3 separate regions of the Zea mays genome follow, and regions 2 and 3 are each linked to region 1. A link is a contact called in public Hi-C data. All regions are on one chromosome and are shown on one strand. The core of a region is the stretch at or near the end of the contact, and the rest is flanking DNA. Distances in the headings are between cores, read along the strand shown. Region 1 holds the start of LOC100272422. Region 2 holds the start of LOC103626595. Region 3 holds the start of LOC100191839.

Region 1 (2,700 bases), core at 137-2,636:
TGGGGTGTTTCCTCATCGAATAAATTCGCGACACGCATGTCCATGACTGGCATGAGGCTCTCAATCTCATCTATGCGCATGAGGTTCTTCAGTGCCCTTGGCTGAAAGAAAACTGGCTGGAATCCCTCCTCTGTCTCCATCAGTGTTGCAGAAGATGACTCAACATCGGCTTCTCTACCAATATCACGGAACTGGTAAAGTGCATGGTTGCCAAACTCAGAAGCAGCAAAGAGGAAACCGGAGCGCAGCACACAGACAGCCGATGTCACTGGTATGGTGTCAAAGTACTTGATCCTGAGCTCACTAACAGCATCCCCATTATGATCGAGGTCAACCTTGAATATGTCACCATACTCAGTCTGTAGCAGGAAGAAGAACATACTCTTTTGTTTGTGTGTGGCGGCTGCGACAATGAGGACGCCACGCTCAGCAGGGAGGTCAGCACGGCGTGGAATAACAGCACGAATCTCTGGGTGGCCCTGGTTCCGGTACAGCACGAAGTTATCACAGCACACGAGAACACCGCTGGGACCGTCACCACCACCCGGTACAGTCACGAGAAGATTGGCACCATTATCAATCGGCTCAGAGACCTTGCGGGAGACATGGTTGAGCCCCAGGTCAAGCTCGTAGAAGGTGAGGAGCTTCTGCGCCTGGTTGGCGGCCTGCCCCGTGGGGTCGCGGTCAGACTCGGCGTACTCGAGCTCGATGGCGGCGAAGACGGGGTTGTCGAACCCACAGTCGAGCGCGGCGAGGGCGAAGGTGAGAGTGTTGGACTTGTGCGCCTCGAGCGGGGACGAGATGGTGAGGCGCGCGGCGGCGTCGCGATTGAGGACGTAGACGAGCTTCTGCTTCTCGAGCGCGGCGATGCAGAGCGCGCGGCCCTTTGGGTCGACGGCGAGGAGCTGGCCGGGGACGATACGGCGGCAGCCCGACTTGCCAAAGGTCTCCTGGTGGACCTTGTCGAGGCGGTTGCGGTCGGGGGAGTACTCGAGGATGACGAGGCGGCCCGAGTCGGAGCCGACGACGAGGTAATCCTTGTTGGCGCCGGTGAGGCGGAACTGCGCGAGCGAGCGGATGGCGCCGAAGACGTCGACGGAGAGGAGCGTGCGGAGGCGGCCCGTCTCCGGGTCCGGGCGGAGGAGGTCGAGCGTGCTGCCCCGGGCCACGGCGATCTCTTGCGTGGAGCCGGACCCGGAGGCGGCGGACTTCTTCGAGTCCCGCCCGCTGAAGCTGCCGATGACGGCGCACACCGCGCCCGTCGCGCGCTGTAGCGTCAGGCTGTAGAGGTACATGGCTTCTGCGGCGAGGCCCCCGCCTCCTCCGGCGACTCGGCGGCGGGTCGAGGGACGGGGGTGAGGGGAGAGAGATCTAGGGTTTTAGAACGGGCGGGCGGAGCTCGAACAGTGGGAAACTCTGCGGCTTATCAAATCGGACGGAGGCAGGGCCCGACCGAACCGGGCCTTGCCAATTGCCATATGCCACCAAGTTGCGACTTGGCCATTTGGACCGAACCGACCGAACTAATTTGTTTGTTTGTGTTTTGAATTTTAAGATGCTGTCATAAACAACTGAAAGTTAGTCATACAGTCTCTCTGTCTTAAAATAGTACTCTCTCTGGTATCCTATTAGTTATCATTTAGAATAACGACACAATCTTCTAAATATAACTTTGATCGATGTTATTTGATAAAATACAAATAAACTCTTGATACATTTATATTTTTATAAAAGTATTTGTTAAGGTAAATCAGTGTATATAAACATTAAGTTCCAAAATTAAATAATAAAATAATTATTTGTAATAAAAAAATTTATAAGTTTAACTCAAACTTTATTCAATTTAAAGTATCGTACCCAAACTTTCGCTCTGGATTTTTATGTCCAAATATGAATATGATGAATATAGATAATTATAAACCTAGATATCTATATACAATACATATATTAATTATTGTATGAATCTATTAAAAATGTAAAACATAATTTAATTTAAAATAAAGGGAGTAATATATATTTAATACTTAATCTATATTTGATTCCTACAAAGTGTTTTAAAGTCCGTGAGCAACTCACTTTTAACTTGACTGTAAGGCTATTCTTAATGGATAGTATCATATCCATTAATAAGATGTTACGTGTGTTTTTTTTTTGCTAAAGTGGCAAGGCCTTTAATAGAAAGGAGGAAAGAGAAGTATCTTAAGTAAGATGTTGCTTCTGCACTTTTAGATTATAGCACAAAAAATAATGTTTTGATCCATTCTTATAGACACAACATCAAACCAACTAACTAGTATAAACACATAAGTATGATACTATACATTATAGAGAGTATATCTTTCTAGCAGTACATACTTTTCACCATATGTGATATTTTTGGAGATTTGTTACACCACACGTGCATCACCTTATAACACTTGCTCTTATGCTGCTTAAAAATACTCGTCTCCAAGCAAGTCTTATGATAACATGTTCAAACGACCTAAGAAAGTTTCAGATATTAGACTTACGATTTTCATCAAAAGTTCGATAGTTGCCAACCAAAATAGTTCAAAAATCTTTGACCTTGAAATACTCGGTAATAGACTTGCTCAAACGTCGATCGTGTTGGGTTCGAATCGTGGGTCGTTTGGCACGACCCGCGTCTAGCCGGTGCATAGTGTCGAGTCGGGTTGGTCTATGCCTCCTTGTTGAACGCGC
Region 2 (2,700 bases), core at 31-2,530, 150 kb after region 1:
GTGCCCCCCCCACCTGAAAACTGAAAGTTCATCCGAAAGATTCGACATCCAAAAAAGGCAAACGGACACGTGAAAACAGGACAAGTACGCCGAAACTTCAATAGATCTCATAGCTCAACTTCATCGGACTTAGGGTGTGTTTGAATGCACTAGTGCTAATAATTAGCTGCTAAAATTAGTTGAAGACATCCAAACAATCTAGCTAATTTCACTAGCAATTTTTAGCCAACTTAACTATTAGCTCTAGTGCATTCAAACATCCTCTTACTAGTACGCATTCTGCTTTTGCATACGACAACAGAAGCGCACGAGTCTCTCCTTTAGCACACATCATTATTACAGATACCCAACAGTAGCAGCATCCATAAATTCCCCACCCCCTCTCTTACCCATGCACACCCTTCCCCCTCCATCCACCTCTCCAGCTCCGTGTTCATGAATCATGACCAACCGGGACTGGCACATGCCCATGACCTAGAGTATGCAAGCAGAGCCCAAACGAGGGCATGCAACCGTTGCAACAGCACAACCATCTGTAACCCTAATCGAGGCCATTTACTTCTCACCGAGCCTACCAGGTATTCAGGTTATCAAATATATAGGGAAAAATAATCGAAAGCAAGTTAAAAAGAGAGAGAGAGAGATGGAGGAGGGAAGGAACAAGGCGGGGGGCGCTCACAAGCTGTATGTCCTGGCGCGAGACCTTACGGACGTCCTCCCCTCCCGGCATGCCTGACGCCCGTCTCTCGCTCGTGCCCAGCCCGGCGGCCCTAAACCAAATCTCCCTGCGAGCGACGCCAAGCTAAGGTTATCGAAAGAAGAAAGTAGAACAAAACGGCGCAGTCGCGGGTGGCGATTGACACCGACAGGATAGTAGCCAACGACGAAACGTTCGATCCAGCTGGCACGGCCGCGGGGGGGAATCTCACCTTGCTCGAGCCGAGGGAAAGAGCAGGTGAAGCGGAAACGGAGCTGGAGCCGGAGCGGAACACGAGGGAGGGAACCGTTCCGCGCGCGAGTTCAACGAGGGTGAGGGCCGAAGCGGCGTGGAGGGAGGAGGAAGGCGACGGCGATCAGGTGAGGGCGCCGCGCAGCGTGGCAAGGGCCTGACGAAGGAAGCAGTGTGTGTGGGGACAGCCAAGTTGGTGGGGTGGGATGGGATGGGATGCTAATGCCGTATCCGTAATGCGTCGGATTATCTAGGTGTTATCCGGTTTAACGAAACGGGGAAGTGGAGGCCTACGGGACGGACACCAGATTCCGTGCTACCATCCCCCCCCCCCCCCCCCCCCCCCCCCCCCCCCCCTCCCCTCTCTGATTAGCTCAGTTGACAGCTGGAACATCCGATCTTTTCTGACACTCTGATTCTGGCTTAACCCCTCCTTTCCAAAATAGACGATTCTTCTTCTTCATTAGCTAATACTCCCTCCGTTCTTTTTTATTTGTCGCGTTTTAGTTCAAAAATGAACTAGCGGGCGACAAATATTCGAGAACGGAGGTAGTAACAACTAGAGGGTCATCTATATTGACATGTATCAAATCGGCAAGACAATGCCCGGTTTTCCTACCTGGTCTATGTTCACTTCCACGAGATAATCACATTATCCAAAACATTATCATCACCAATAAATAGTTAATAGCTAGCTGTGTTATGGCCTTATGGGTCTTTGGGCGATTGGGGCCTACATCGACAGGGATTTCACGTTTTTTTTTTTGAAGATATAATCACACTATCCATCACCTGTTATCATTATCCATCATCCATAATCATGGAGGGCTTGAATGCGACAAGAACGTAGCTTTCGGACCTCCAAAACAATGTCTGCACGGATCGGCAATGACGATGGATCCAGTGACAGCGATGTCTCCAGGGCCTGAAGCGATGCATTTGCAGATAAGCATATAATAACCAATCTTCAGACAAAAACTGTCATGGGTGTACAGGTGTAAGTATATCGTCTGCTGCTGCCTCGATGGCATCTGTTCTCATCTCATCTCGGCCACAAGAGAAGTTCGCTGCGCACTCGCTCTTTGCGCACCAAAGAAAAAAAAAACATAGCTTGTACCAAATACAAATGCTTACGTATGTATAAACAGTGCCAACCATTGGCACCTACGATACAGCACTGCATGTCTGTTCCTGCCTCCTGCCATCAGATTCTGCCACATCAGCAGTCCCGATGTCATGTCTGGACGTCTGGTACCTACCAACAGACAGAACAAAAAGCTTCGCAGAAACTTGGAAGGAATTTGCAACCTGTTGATAATAATAAGCTTCAAAAACGGAGAATCCACGCCCGCATCAGTCTGCCATGCGACAAGGCGTGCGATTCAGTCAGACGTCGGTTCGGCGTCCATGCAGAGATGAACCAGCTTCTGCTGGTACTGCCCGAAGACCTCACTGACTGCGATCAGGTCCTCGTCGGCCACATTCTTGGAAGGGAACCGGAGCTTCTCCGTCTGCTCCGGCGTCGGCGTCAGTGCTAACACGGAAGTGTCGTCCTCGGGCTCTGATTCTGATAAGGCTTGTGAGTAGGTCTCGTGGCAAGCTAGCAAGAACATGGCTGCGGTATCTGGGCGCTGGCTCTTGCGAAGTGTATCCAAAGCCTCTGGCAGTGCTCCAGCAGCAACGTATAGGATAAGAGCTCTGTACAAGATGCAACCACTGTGTTAGTAACACGAAGAGGAAAAACAATCAGA
Region 3 (2,857 bases), core at 53-2,552, 160 kb before region 1:
AAGAACATGATGGGAAATCAAAACCACCACCCTACAAGACGAAGCCTCGCTAACAAGTTCCAGATGGCCCTCCACATCCAGAAGAAAAGGCCCTGTGTTTCTGTAGACAGAGTGACAGCAGATAGGTGCAAATGGCGAGTACTGGCAATTTCTTTCAAATGTTTCCTTTCCAATCGAGTTACTCTGGTGCAGTGAGGATCGATAAGAACAGTTTTTTTTCTAAGCATTTCCGCTTGCTGATCTTGTATCATCGCACATGCATATCAAGCATTTTCTAATGCATATCTTGCTGACTTTTTTTTTTGTGGTAGCTTCACAATCGGCTTCCTGCACTTCATACAGTAAAGATATATATAGGTGAATAAAGTGTTTTGCCTCCACCGCTACCTGGGTCGTCCTCCATTTACAGTTTCCCACTGCAGCACTAGACAGCAAGCCAGCAAGGTATTCCCCTCCTTCTGCTTGCTTGCATAGAGGCACAAAAAAAAACGCATAACAAATCGAGCAGCAATATACGATGCGCGGGACACGGCACGAACGGGGCACCGGATTCGATGCTTAGAATCGCGCAGCTTGATACGCGGCAGGCAAGATCTGGATCGCGCCTGGCTGTGGCAGCAGCAGGTTGACTCTACTACGGACGAGCTAGGAAGGAGTCGACCGCGGTTGCCGTTGATCGAGCAAAGGTGCGAGGGAGAGGAGGGCGGGGAGGGGAGGGGAGCAAGCTGAGCGCAGTAGTAACCTGGAGGGACTGGAGCTCCTGGTCGAGGCGGGCGATGGCGGCGGAGAGGCGATGCTTGCCGACGTAGCCGACGTTCCTGGCGAGCGGCGGCGGCGGGCGCGGCTGCTGCTGCTGCTGCGGGCCGGAGTACGGCCTCTGGGCCTGGTGCCGCCGCTGCTGCGGCGGGCCCTGGCCCCGGTGGCGGCCCTCGTCGTCGCCCTCCTCTTCCTCCGCCTCCTCGCCGTCGTTGTCCGCCTCGTGGTCGTCGCCCCGCTGCCGGCGGTCCTCCACTCCGTTGGCTTGCCCCCTCATCCCGCCGTCCTCCGGGAGCGGGTTGTGGTCGGCAACGGCAAGTGGACGGACGGAACGGAAGGAACGATGGGTGGGTGGGTGGATCTGCGTGCGAGTAGCTGGGTATAGTAGAGAGAGGCGGGAGTGGCCGAGTGGGTTCTGTCGTGCCGTGCAGTGCTGCCCGTTTTACTGGGAGTCAATCAACTAACCCAGCCAAGCAGCCAGGGAAGGGAAAGGGAGGCTGGGAGCAGCGCGCGGTGCGACGGTGATGGCGACGCCGACGGCGCGCGGGTGGGTGGGTGAGTGGGTCAATGGCTGGCTGGTGCCTGGTACCAGATAGATACAGAGAAAGAGATGGATAGGAGCGGCCGAGCGGGAAGGGATGGGGGCCCGTTTGACCGGTCAACGTTGCGCGGCAGCAGCGGTCGGTCAGTCAATTTGTCGGAAAAAATTTGTTGCAGCCCGGCTGCAAACGATGATGTTTGCAGCCCCTCACAAAAAGGAAGATAGAGCCCACCTGCAGGTCCACCAGGTAACGTTTTAGTTGTCTTATTAACCTGCAGGTGGGCCCTATCTTCTTTTCTATGAGGGACTGCAAACATCCTGGTTTGCAGCCCGGCTGCAGCAAATTTTTTTCCCAATTCGGAAAAAATTTGTTGCAGCCCGGCTGCAAACGATGATGTTTGCAGCCCCTCACAAAAAGGAAGATAGAGCCCACCTGCAGGTCCACCAGGTAACGTTTTAGTTGTCTTATTAACCTGCAGGTGGGCCCTATCTTCTTTTCTATGAGGGACTGCAAACATCCTGGTTTGCAGCCCGGCTGCAGCAAATTTTTTTCCCAATTTGTCACCGAGTGCAGCGGCAGGCCCGCAGCGGCCCCAGCAGGCAGCAGGCAACAGTCTGTCGTTTTTTACCCGAGCCACCTGGTCGTAGTAGATACCCTCGTTTCATACGAAACAAAAAATAAATAAAAAAATTGTAAGGGCCTCTGCTCTTAATTCATGTGGTTTAGTGGGATTGAAAGAGTTTAAATCTTAAATAAGTTAAAATATTTTTATAATATTTTTTCTAATCTCTTCTAAGGGGGTGTTTGGTTTGCCCCTGCTAAAATTTAGCCATTATCACATCGAATATTTGAACCTTCGTTGGGGGTATTAGATGTAGTCGGATTATAAAACTAATTTCTCAGCCGAAGATTAAAAAGTGAGACGAATCTAGTACAGTTGGTTGGGTCTATATTTCATACTCCTATTTGAAAGTCAAACGCTTGATGTGACCCGGGCTAAACTTTAGTCCACAGAACCAAACACCCCCTAATCCACATAGCCTAGAAAAGCAAAAAAAACAAGCCTAAGGCCTACTAGGTAACAACAAATGCTGGTGACAATTGAATACTACATGACACTTACATGGACTGCCCTGCCACAGCTACTACAGCTGTTCGAATTGCTGCAGGTACAATATATAGAAACAAAATACTATATAAGCCGCAGTCAAATTAAAACTACAGCAAGTCGCAGAAGCGAACAATATATTTCGGGGTCAGATAAACACCCTTGGGTTTGGTTTGGTTATATGAATACTATTGGGTACGTCGTAACAATCGAGTGCTGCCACTATTTGAAAGCCAAGGGCAAAACAATCTTTTTGAGAGAGAGAAAATACTTCAAGAAAATCAGAAAAAATTAGAAAAAAATTAGAAACACAATGAACTGTTTCTCTTCAAGCTCTCTGCATCTTGCGCCACTGGAAAATGAATTTCAGCTAACACGATTAGTCTACCACTGGAAACATTTGTCACAACAGACATGATTAGTCTACTGTAGGAAACATTGTCACAACCAG

Evidence for each region. A called contact is a pair of places that touch in the nucleus more often than the background predicts.
Region 2: a Hi-C map of leaf shows a contact between it and region 1, with 5 times the contacts expected there. The contact joins the promoter of LOC103626595 here to the promoter of LOC100272422 in region 1. A contact is called at or near these places in 2 of 25 Hi-C or Micro-C datasets (ear and leaf).
Region 3: a Hi-C map of leaf shows a contact between it and region 1, with 4 times the contacts expected there. The contact joins the promoter of LOC100191839 here to the promoter of LOC100272422 in region 1. A contact is called at or near these places in 3 of 25 Hi-C or Micro-C datasets (ear, leaf and tassel).

The regions. Positions count from the first base shown.
Region 1 is chr5:79,182,518-79,185,217 of Zm-B73-REFERENCE-NAM-5.0, reverse strand. It overlaps LOC100272422, which reads right to left and starts at 1,386. Exons shown (of 3, transcript NM_001359615.1): 1 at 1-1,386. The coding sequence starts at 1,295.
Region 2 is chr5:79,029,616-79,032,315 of Zm-B73-REFERENCE-NAM-5.0, reverse strand. LOC103626595 reads right to left here and starts at 1,280. Exons shown (of 8, transcript XM_020538423.3): 1 at 930-1,280; 2 at 680-785. The coding sequence starts at 730. It overlaps LOC100193851, which reads right to left. Exons shown (of 21, transcript NM_001350703.1): 21 at 1,898-2,647. The coding sequence ends at 2,332.
Region 3 is chr5:79,344,420-79,347,276 of Zm-B73-REFERENCE-NAM-5.0, reverse strand. LOC100191839 reads right to left here and starts at 1,302. Exons shown (of 4, transcript NM_001158370.2): 1 at 743-1,302. The coding sequence starts at 1,033.